Linked DNA regions of Sus scrofa: region 2 is linked to region 1. Evidence: chromatin contacts called from public Hi-C data. All regions are on one chromosome and are shown on one strand. Each heading gives the region's core, a stretch centred on a gene start, on an enhancer-like site or on the middle of the called end of the contact. The rest is flanking DNA. Distances are from core to core; before and after follow the strand shown. Region 1 overlaps SULF2 (extracellular sulfatase Sulf-2). Region 2 holds the start of SULF2 (extracellular sulfatase Sulf-2).

Region 1 (5,256 bases), core at 1,849-4,348:
CTGGCACGGATCCGGGAGGATTTCCCCGTTGTTTTGGTGGCGTGTAGGTAGGTGGCAGGACCTCCTCAGGTCCTTCCCAGCAAAGCGGCCGTGCATGTTTTCTTCTGAAGTCCTTGATGCACACCAGGTCCCCTGGTCGCCAAGGACGTCAGGGTGTTGGTCCGGGAGGCCACACCCGTTTTCCTGGTTGGCGATGAGCTTCAGGTACAGCGGTGAGTTCTTGCGGACACCTGGGCAGAGCACCAGCGCTCATGTACAGTCCCAAGAATGCAAGGTTCAGAGATGCCAGGAGGCAATGGGTGTGCAGACACTGTCTCAAAAGAGGTTCATCCGTGTCCCCTGGCAGAGTATTCCCGATCTTTCTGTGGGCCGGGGCAAAGCTTCTGGCCCTTTAAGCCCAGTCACTGGACAGAGCTTTGCTGAGGTCCTTTTATGTCTAGAGGTTTATGTTCCACTTGCCCTGATGGTTGAGGATGGATGGAGGAGGGAATTTTCATGAATACCCTTGAGTTTGTGCAAAAGCAGGTGCTTTCTTTCTGTTGCAAAACAAGTTCCCTGGGTTGATCGAATCCAGAAAGGAATGTCAAAACTAGCAGTAATCTCAGTTGATTTCATTACCGTGGCCATAGATAGCATCACCACATCCATGTGAACGACGTCCCGCCACTAACCATGTGAACGATAACCAAGCAGTGGGAACAGCCCCCAGCCAGGGGCAAATCTGTAAACTCTCTTTGCAGTGGCGCAGAGGGAGGGCCTAGGAGGGCTTCTGGGGGTCCAGGGCTCTCCCAGAAGTTGGCTGAGACCCATAGGTAGTCATTGGGAAGTAATTTGGTCAGAAATTCGGTGGCTGCCAGGGCAAAACCACTGTCTTTTCAGCGCCTTAATTATCCCTTGTCTGCACATACACCTCATTTACGAGGAGGCAAGTGCAAGCCCAAGGTCACAAGAAGAGTTGTTTGCCGAGAGTCTAATCCATCTGATCATTGGCACGTTTTTTGTGTCCGTTTGGCTTTTTTTTTTTTTTTTTTTTATCGTGGGCTAATGACATAGCCATGCCTATGGCAAATGTCAGTCAAGAATAAAAGCAGGTTTAAAAATTGGGTGGAGAGGAGTTCCTGCCGTGGCACAATCGGTTAAGAAGCTGCTTGCAACAGCTCAGGGTTGCTAGGGAGGTGCGGGTTCAATTCCCAGCCTGGCGGAGTGGGTTAAAGGATCCAGCATTGCTACAGCTGTGGCATAAGTTGCAGCTGCACCTCAGATGCAATCCCTGGCCCAGGAACTTCCATATGCTGCGAGTGCAGCCATAAAATTAAAAAAAAAAAAAATAGAGTGAAGAAAGGATAAGCAGGGGGTGGACACATTTTGAGCCCCAATTTCAGCAGCTCTGTCCATCTTTTCACTTCCTGAAGATCAAGCATCAGACTCCTGAGTAGGGGCTGAGCAGTGAACAACTGCAGGGTTAGAAGGGAGGTTTGAAACAGCCGCAATTACACGCCCAGCAGCAATAGGAGAAGCTGCAGAGGTTAAGACTCTCGGGATCTCCAAATTGTGCCAACAGCCTGTCAGACTCCAAAAGCATGTCGTGGTGGTTTCCCCTTTGCTGGTGAGCCCTGCGCTCTGCAGCAGGGGCTGGTCCCGCAATGGACAAGTCTCCACTCAAGTGTCCACCAGGGGGCGCCATGGCATAACCAGGTGTTAGGTTTCCCTGGAAATTCCCTGATGGGAGCCATCGCAAAAGAGAAGTCAGCCTGGGTTGTCTTAAGAGGACATCTGAGAGAGTATCTTGCGGCTTTGAGACCGTTTTGGCAGTTGCCAGGCAATGGTGTGGAATGGAGTGGGGCTCTCCACCCGCAGGGAGGGGAGTGAAGGGGCTGGATTTGGAGTGTGAGCCAGGAGAGGTGATGGGTAGGTTAAGTCGGCTCATAGGTGGTCTCTCTCTGGGTAGAGAAGTGCGGAGGCCTGTGAACTTGTAAGAGAGCAGACACAGCAAGGAAAACATAGATGAATGGCGGGGAAGGTTAGAGCCCCAGCTTTGTCAATCGTGTGGCCACACACATAGCAAGGTGGGGAGGGGCATACCTGGGACCAAGGACTCCGATCGGCATGAGGAATACGCTCCAGGACATAACTGAGAGGCAAAAGCCTGTCCTAGGATGCCTGAGCAGCCCCGTCATTTTTAAGGCAGTGTAGACAAAAAGGTTTATCACCATCAGGTAAGCCCAGAGCCGGAGGTGTGGACAGAATGCATACGCCTCAGTGGCATGTTAAGTACTTTGAACTCTTTGTTTGTTTGTCTTTTGTCCTTATAGGCCACACCCACAGCCTATGGAGCTTCCCAGCTTAGGGGTCTAATCCAATCTGTTGCTGCCAGCCCACGCCAGAGCCACAGCAAGGCCAGATCTGAGCCGTCTCTGCAACCTATACCACAGCTCACGGCACGCTGGATCCTTAACCCCCTGAGCAAGGCCAGGATCGAACCCGCAACCTCATGGTTCCTGGTTGGATTCGTTTCCGCTGCACCACAATGGGAACTCTGAGCTGGTCATTTTCAAGGAAACAGGGACAGTGGGGAAAACTCTGAAAAGCAAATGTTTACCTTTATGAGGAAAATCTCTACTCAGAAGCATCTCCCCCTCTGTCCCTGGAAGAGGAGCTGGACCCAATCTCCAGAAACTTCTCCGGGAGGGCGCCAGGCCTTACACCTGCATCGGGGCACTCACCCTTGTTTCCGGTGCTTTTCCTGGTCACCCCCCAGGACTGGCTTGCCCCACCCTCTAATCCTTTTTTGTCTTGGGCTGAGGCATATTTCAGGTGACAGCTTCCAGTTTTTTCTGGGTCTCTCCCATGGATACGTGGTAGTCAACTTTTATTTGGTTTCCTCCTGTTTATCTGTTTTGCATCAAGTTAATTCTTAGACCAGCCAGAAGAGACAGAAAGGTTAGAGGCAGTTTTTTTCCCTGTGGCAACACACGTCCTTGTTAACAGCTCCTTTTAAAGGCAAATGCGAAGAGAAGGGCCAGTCGGATTCGGGTGAAAGGAAGCTGCCCACAGGTCCCTGACCTTAAATCAGGCTTCAGCAGCGGGAGGTGGGGATAACAGCCACAGGGTGCCCGGGAATTACAAGTTTATGGCGCTTGGGACTCGTGCAGGTGGATAGATTTGGTTCCTGTCTGAACCAAATTAACCTTCTTTCATTAGCGGTAAGAAGGGAGTGTGAAGTCCCCCAGCTCTGGGAGGGCGTCATCATAGGGTTAATTCCTCGCCCTGCGTCTCTGGAAAGTATTTGGCTGCAGATGGGAGCCCTTTGTTTTTCTTCCAGTTGATGCAGACAGGCCAGCACTTAGTAACCATCCAGCTTCAGGCCCTGAGACTAATTGGGGCATCTTTTAAAGGCTCATCCTCTTCAGAGGAATTTAAATCAGGATGAGTTTCTAATAAGGAGCGTAGGTGATGTGGGCTTGGCCTGAGGGTAGGGAAATAAAAATCACCCTTCTCGTTGCATTTTCTAGTGGCATTCATGACAGAGCTCTACCAAGAAGGTTTGTTGGAGTTCCCTTTGTGGCTTAGCCGTTAAGGATCCTGACTAGCCTCCATGAGGTTGCGGGTTCGATCCCTGGCCTCGCTCAGTGGGTTCAGGATCCAGCGTTGCTGTGAGCTGTGGCGTAGGTGGCAGACACGGCTCAGATCTCACCATGCTGTGGCTGTGGCGTAGGCCGGCAACTGAAGCTCCATTAGGCCCCTAACCCGGGAACCTTCATATGCCGCGGGTGCAGCCCTAAAGAGACCAAAAAAAGACCAAAAAGTAAATAAATAAATAAAAAGGTTTGTTGGTAAGTAATTGGGAATTAGATATGAGGGGTGTTAGGAGGCCCTAAGAGATATTATGGTGGGCTGGGGTGTGGGTTGTCACAGGCTGGGCAGAGGCTCTGGCTGCTGGGACAGAGTCAGAAGTGACAGGTGAGAGAAATCCTCTGAGCAGAAGGTGGAAAAAGTCACGCCAGTGTCAATTAAGAAATCCAGCCCCTGGAGTTCCCGTCATGGCTCAGGGGAAACAAATCTGACTGGCATCCATGAAGACACAGGTTCGATCCCTGGCCTTGCTCAGTGGGTTAAAGGATCCGGCGTTGCCATGAGCCCTGGTGTAGGTCACAGACGTGGCTCGGATCTGGCATGGCTGTGGCGCTGACGTAGCAGACGGCTACAGCTCGTGATTCAGCCCCTTGCCTGGGAACCTCCTTACGCTGCAGGTGCAGCCTTAAAGAGGCAATCCATCCATCCGTCCCTCCACCAAAAAGAAGCAAGGAATCCAGCTCCTGATCCTCTGCTTTAAGTCTGGGGTGCCCTCTGGGGTGCGACTGAGAGGACTGGCTGACCCCATCATTTGAGGGAGGTCGGTCCCTCAAGAAGGAGAAGCCTGAGCCTTCTGGGGGTTTTAGGATCGAGGGGAACCTCCCTTTCTCTTACACGTGGTAGGACGCATTTCTCTTCCATCGTCCTGATTTCTTATAATCCCTGCAGTTGTCTGGAGGCGAATGAGAAGAGCTCTGAGTGAGCTTGGAGCTAGGCTGAGTCATGCTTTTTTCTTTTTTTTTTAATTGACATATAGTTGATTTATAGAGTAATCTTTCCCGTGTATAGCAAAGTGATTTAGCTATATATATATAGAATATATTATCTATGTATATTCTTTTTCATATTCTTTTCCGTTATAGTTTATTATAGGATATCGAATATAGTTCCCTGTGCTGAACAGTAGGACCTTGTTGTTTATCTGCTGCATAGATGGTAGTTTTTTTGGTTTTTTTGGTCTTTCCTAGGGCTGCACATGCAGCATATGGAGGTTGCCAGGCTAGGGGTCGAATCCGAGCTGTAGCACCAGCCTACACCACAGCCACAGCAACGTGGGATCCGAGCGGTGTCTGCGACCTACACCACAGCTCACGGCCATGCCCGATCCTTAACCCAGTGAGCGAGGCCAGGGATCGAACCCGCAACCTCATGGTTCCTGTTTGGATTCATTAACCACTGAGCCACGACGGAACTCCCATACTTGGTAGTTTTATCTGCTAATGCCGAACTCCTCATTCATCCCTCCCCACCTCCTTTCCCCTTTGGTAACTGTAAGTTTGTTTTTTGTTTTTTTGTTTTTGGTTTTTTTTTTTGTCTTTGTTGTTGTTGTTGCTATTCCTTGGGCCGCTCCCGCAGCGTATGGAGGTTCCCAGGCTAGGGGTCCAATCGGAGCTGTAGCCACCG
Region 2 (5,153 bases), core at 1,516-4,015, 130 kb before region 1:
CTGTGCCCCAGTTCTAAGAGCCCCCCACCCCAACCCCATCACGTTCCCAAGCCTCCCTCTCTGCCATCATATTTCTCCTTCACACGCCAATTTGTTTGAGACATGTTCAAAGCTCGACTTTCACAACCCTCATAAAATCCCATCTACTCCAATCCAAACGCAGCCAGAAGTGCTTGGACAATCAGATTGAGTTTCAGCCTCTTGATAGAGATAAAGAAACACACAGCAGGAATGCATTTTTTTTTTTTTTTAATTGTTGCATAGGCGTCCAGGAAAGATAGGAGCACTCTGGCTTAGCCAGGTAGAGAGAACCAGAGCGGCTTTCTGCACAGAGAGCCTCCAGGGAACTCGCGGGAGGAGGACGCAAGACTGGTGGGTGTCAAGGGAAAGGTCCCCTCCAGGTTAAACCAACAAGGGGGTGGGAGTCGGGAGCGGGGAGAGGAGCCTGAGAAGCCCGATGATCCAGCCAGGACGTCCCGGTGAGAGATGCCATCAGAGTGAGGAGGGACACAGAGGGGAAAGGGGGTCCCAGACAGTGTGGCTGGGCTGCAGAGTCAGGAGGTGCAAGGGCCTGAGAATTATACTGAGCGCCCCCCCCCAGTGCCACCCCCCAGTCATGGCTGAGCCACTTCCAAGGCTGGGGGGCTACTGGGCCCCTGAGGCCCCTCGTGTTTCCCAGGCAGACACTGGGCTCCCAAAAGGAGCTGGAGGTCCCCACCTGCCTGCAGAGAACCTGGAAAACTTAGGCTGAGGCCTCGGACCCAGAGAACCGTGGGTTGGCTGAGAATTTTGGGGGTAAATGTGGCCAGAGGGCCTTTTGCAGACCCTCTGACCCTGTGAGTGTCTGAGCTGGTGAGTTAGGTCCTGACCCGAAGCCCGATCCACAGCACCTGCCTGCAGTAAACACACACATGCTTGCACACACACAGGGGTGTGTACGCACACACACAAGCACTCACAAGATCCATCTCCTTCTTCCTAACAAAGAGTAAAGGGCGAGGCACAGACTTCACCATGTTTGGCCTTTGAACAGCAACAGTAGAAAGAATAAATACCCAAAGAGATAATCAATGACACCATCTCAGCCCCGCCTCCAGCCCCAAATAGGCGACTGTGAGCTGCCTCTCATTTCCAGGTTTCCCTGATGAGACCAGGATGTGGAGAAAATAGTAGGCACAGCCCACGGAGGGACGAGGGGAGAGCTGTGTTCCTGAACGTGAGGCCTGAAAGAAGGCGGGGCATGTATGAACTTTTTTTGCAGAATTCCCCGTGACCTCTGAGAGAGTCTCCAGAACCCAAGATGCAAAGCAGGCCAAAGGCAGATCCCGTCCCCGGCAGATCTCACCTCCCTCCCCCACCCCAGGCCCCTGAGACACCCCCAAGGGGTTCTGAGGTCCCAGTTCGTTTCCTGCCACAGGAAATACATGTTCCAAAGCCAGACACAGCCTCGGGTGCGTCAAAATTCCGTTTTGTCAACTTTGTGACCCTCTACCTTTCTGAGGATCAGTTTTCTTGAAAGATGGAGAGAACCAGAGGAGATAACCTAGTGTGGGCCACAGAACCAACTAGAACGGCACTATCCCGTATGGGAGCCCCTACCCATGTGGCTGGTCCAAATGAAGAGGCGCTGTAAGTGTAAAATACACACTGGATTCCAAAGACCTAGTAAGAAAAAATAATTTGTATATCGATTACATGTTGAGTGATAATATTTGGGATATACTGGATTAAATACACTATGAAAATTAGTTTCACCTGTTTCTTTTTTAATGCAGCCACTAGAACTTTATTTATTTTTTATTTTTGTCTTTTGTGTTTCTAGGGCCACACCCGTGACATATGGAGGTTCCCAGGCTAGGGGTCAAATCAGAGCGACAGTTGCTGGCCTACGCCACAGCCAGGCGGATCCAAGCCATGTCTGTGACCCACACCATAGCTCACGGCAACGCCAGATGCTTAACCCACTGAGCGAGGCCAGGGATCGAACCTGCAACTCATGGATACTAGTTGGGTTCATTAACCCCTGAGCCACGACGGGAACTCCTAGAACATTTTAAATTACATACATAGCTAGCTTTGTACTTGCCCTGGACAGCACCATACGAGAGGTTCCGCAGCAGAGATGTCCCTTTGCAAAGAGGAGGCAGAACGGGTGAATCAAGAAGCCTCAGGTTTTGTTCCCAGGAAACCAGAGGACAGCTGATCAGCAGCCTCAGTGGTCCTGAAAGGTGGGCACCAGAATCTCATTTGGAAAAGCAAGTTCCAGATTTTTCTGATTTACTTAGACTGTAAATGATCTGCAGTAGCTAAGGGAGATTATGGGGAGAGTCCAAAGCCCCCGACAGGGTCAGGACACTCAATTTGCATGTCAGATAAACAACAAGAATTTTTTAGTGTAAATATATCCTCATGCACCTTCTGCATTTTTATCTACTCAATATGACGACCCCAGCGAGCATGAAAGACCACAGCAGAGAAAGAAGCAGCTGTGTAGGAAAGTAACAATGGCCTGGGAATTAAAAACATGACTCTGGAGCCAAGCATCTTGGGTTCGAGTGCTGAGTCTACCACTTACCTTTGGGTGACCTTGAGCCAGTTATTTAACCTCTCTGTGACTTGGTCTCCACATCTGTAACCTGGGTATAATGATACTTAGCTTGTAAGAGTGTTACTAGGTTTAAATCCCTTACTCTGCCTGCAAGTACCCTTCTCTGCAGCTGAAACTGTTTTCCCTTAGCAACTGAGCGGGGTTTTCTGCAGCTACTAGTTGGTTCTCTGCCAGCTCATTGCCCACCGCTGTCAGCCCTGTCCCCCTCCAGGCCTCTCCTGGGACGCTGGGGACAGTGGAAAGCACGGTGGACAGCACCACCTTGAGTCGAATTCCTCCCCTCTCGAGGAAGCCGGTGTCTCCTCCTTTCTTTCCTATTCCCGGACCATTTCTGGGCAACGGCAGCTCTTTTCACGTGAGCTCAAGTTAATGTCTCAGGGAGCTTCCTGGGCGCGTGGGCAGTTCACCCTGCGATCTAGCTGCCCGCCCGGCCTCGAGCCGGCGTCTCCAAAGGGAAACGTGTGTGGTTAGAGGCGAGCGCCGGCTTTCAGCGAAGGCGGTCGAGTGTTTGCAGACCGGGGTGAGCCCTTGTGACAGCAGATAAAAGAAAACATTTATTAACGTGTCATTACGAGGGAGCGCCCGTCCGGACTGTTGCACGCCCCGCGGAACACTTGGCTCCTTCCAGCTCAGAGGCAGGAGAAAAAGAAAGCGGAAAAGAGGCAGGATTCTTTCTCTTCGTTCCAGCCAAGTGGACCTGATCGATGGCCCTCCTGACTTTATTGTGATTTCTGCTTTATTAGAGATGCCCTCCTCGTGTGTGTGTGTTACACACGCACGCACGGCTCTGGCCCGCGTCCCTCCCTCATTTCCAGCTCCTGGGCGAATCGAATCCCACAGCTGTTTCAACTCTCCGCCGAGGGCGAGCGGGCGCGAGTGTGTGTCGGGTGAGTGTGCGTCTGTGTCCCGGCGAGGGTGCGCGCTCGGCGCCGGGAGCGCGGCCAGCGGGGTCCCGAGGCATCGGGAGGCGGAGTGCCGTCCGGACCCCCCGCTCTCCGCCACTGCCCCGTCCGGGGCTGGACTTCGGGGCCGGAACCGGGCGCCGGGGGCAGCAGGGCCAGCCGGGCCGCCAGTCCTTCCAGCCAGAGGTAAAGCGCTGGCACGCGGGGGGCGCGGGGAGGGCGCCGCCGTGGGTCCCCGGGGCCCCCGCCGCTCTCCGCCCCGGCGCGCGCTCGGCTCCCCCGCGCGGAGGCCGGCGGCCGGCAGGCAGGCGGGGGGCCGGACCCCGGCGGTGCCAAGGCGTTGGGGCGCTGCGAGAGCCGCCCGGGCGGGGCGCGGACCCGGACTTTGGCGAGGGCGGCGTGCCGGGGCGGGGGCCGGGGGCGGCGGCGGCGGAGAGGCGGGAGGAGGCGGAGGGAGGGGAGGAGGAGCAGTAGCAGCAGCAGCACTCGCCGGGGATGCAGCAGCAGCAGCGGCGGTGGCGGCGGCAGCAGCAGCAGGCGGCGGCGGCGCGGAGTCCCCTGCGCCCCGCGGCCCGGCCGGGCTGCGGCAGAGGCGGCGGCCCCCGGGCCGGGTGAGGCCGCCGAGGGGGGTGCGTGCTGGTGAGTGGAGCGCCGCGATCAGGTGGGCGGCCCGGGGGCTCCCGGAGCCGGCCCCGGCCCCGGGGTGAACGCGGGCAGGAGCACCACCCAGGTGAACCCGGGCTGGTCCGGACCGCCCGGCTCCGGCCCCAGCGCACAGCACAGAGGTGGGACCCGGCCGGCTGCAGGGTGGCTCCGGCGCCGGCGGACCGCGGGAGGATGACCCGTTTGACCCCGCCGGCGGGCTGGGCGAGCGGGCAAGGGCCTCCCACCGCGCCCCTGACCCGCTGAAGCGCCACGCGGAGCCCTGGAGGCCCCCGGGGGGGAGTGGGGAGCAGCGCTCCGGGACCCGCCGACCGCAGGGGGATGGCCTTCTTGACCCCTTTGAGTTTAGACCCAATGGACCGGCTAGAAGCCAGACCACGTGGGGCTTCCCCGGGCAGGACGGGAGAAAGCGGTGGACCGGATCTTCCGAGACTGGGAACTAGCAGATACCGAAAGGGCAAACGGGATTAAAAAGACAAACTTCCTCCCAGGCCGGGTCAGAACCAGTTCTCATCGCCTTGTAGAGAGGCGCTCCCTTCCCTGGGCGCCCGAAGATTTCAGAAGTCTGACAGTGAAGCTGCAGCGATTTCTAGGAGTGCACTTTAAAAAAAAAAAAAAAAATTCTTTATAGTAGTTCATTCATTCGTTCTACAAGCATTTCTGGAGCACCTCCTGGTGCCCGGCGCTACATTATGTTCCAGAGAAAGGCAATAAACAGAATCTAGTTCCTGAGCACTAGAAGCTCTCAGTTCCACTTTCAGGGCAGCTGGGGAAAGAGATTCAGCCTAAGGATGGAAAAATGTAAAGAGACAACCCACCAATCCTAGTTGCACAAAAACCTCCAGCTTCAATTCCCTGTCTGGAGACTGGAGGCCACGCCCCCTGCACATAGTAGGGCAAGCCCAGCCCTTCACTGTGACCATCCCCTTTCTTCTCTTCTCCCTTCCTGAAAGTTCTGAATCATTCCCCACCCCCTCTCC

Evidence for each region. Hi-C and Micro-C count contacts between places; a contact is called where the count stands out from the background.
Region 2: a Hi-C map of epiblast stem cells shows a contact between it and region 1, with 2.2 times the contacts expected there. The contact joins the promoter of SULF2 here to the enhancer-like site in region 1. A contact is called at or near these places in 4 of 47 Hi-C or Micro-C datasets (embryonic fibroblasts, epiblast stem cells, omental adipose tissue and 1 more).

The regions. Positions count from the first base shown.
Region 1 is chr17:49,676,248-49,681,503 of Sscrofa11.1, reverse strand. The region is part of intron 11 of SULF2 (extracellular sulfatase Sulf-2); the gene reads left to right. Among named protein-coding and RNA genes, the nearest start is that of SULF2, 130 kb to the left of the region's middle. Within about 2 kb of position 3,098, at least 4 of the 83 cell types and tissues checked have an H3K27ac peak or open chromatin away from gene starts, as enhancers often do. A contact at or near this core is called in epiblast stem cells, where this site is marked.
Region 2 is chr17:49,802,730-49,807,882 of Sscrofa11.1, reverse strand. SULF2 (extracellular sulfatase Sulf-2) reads left to right here and starts at 2,765. Exons shown (of 21, transcript XM_021077816.1): 1 at 2,765-3,495.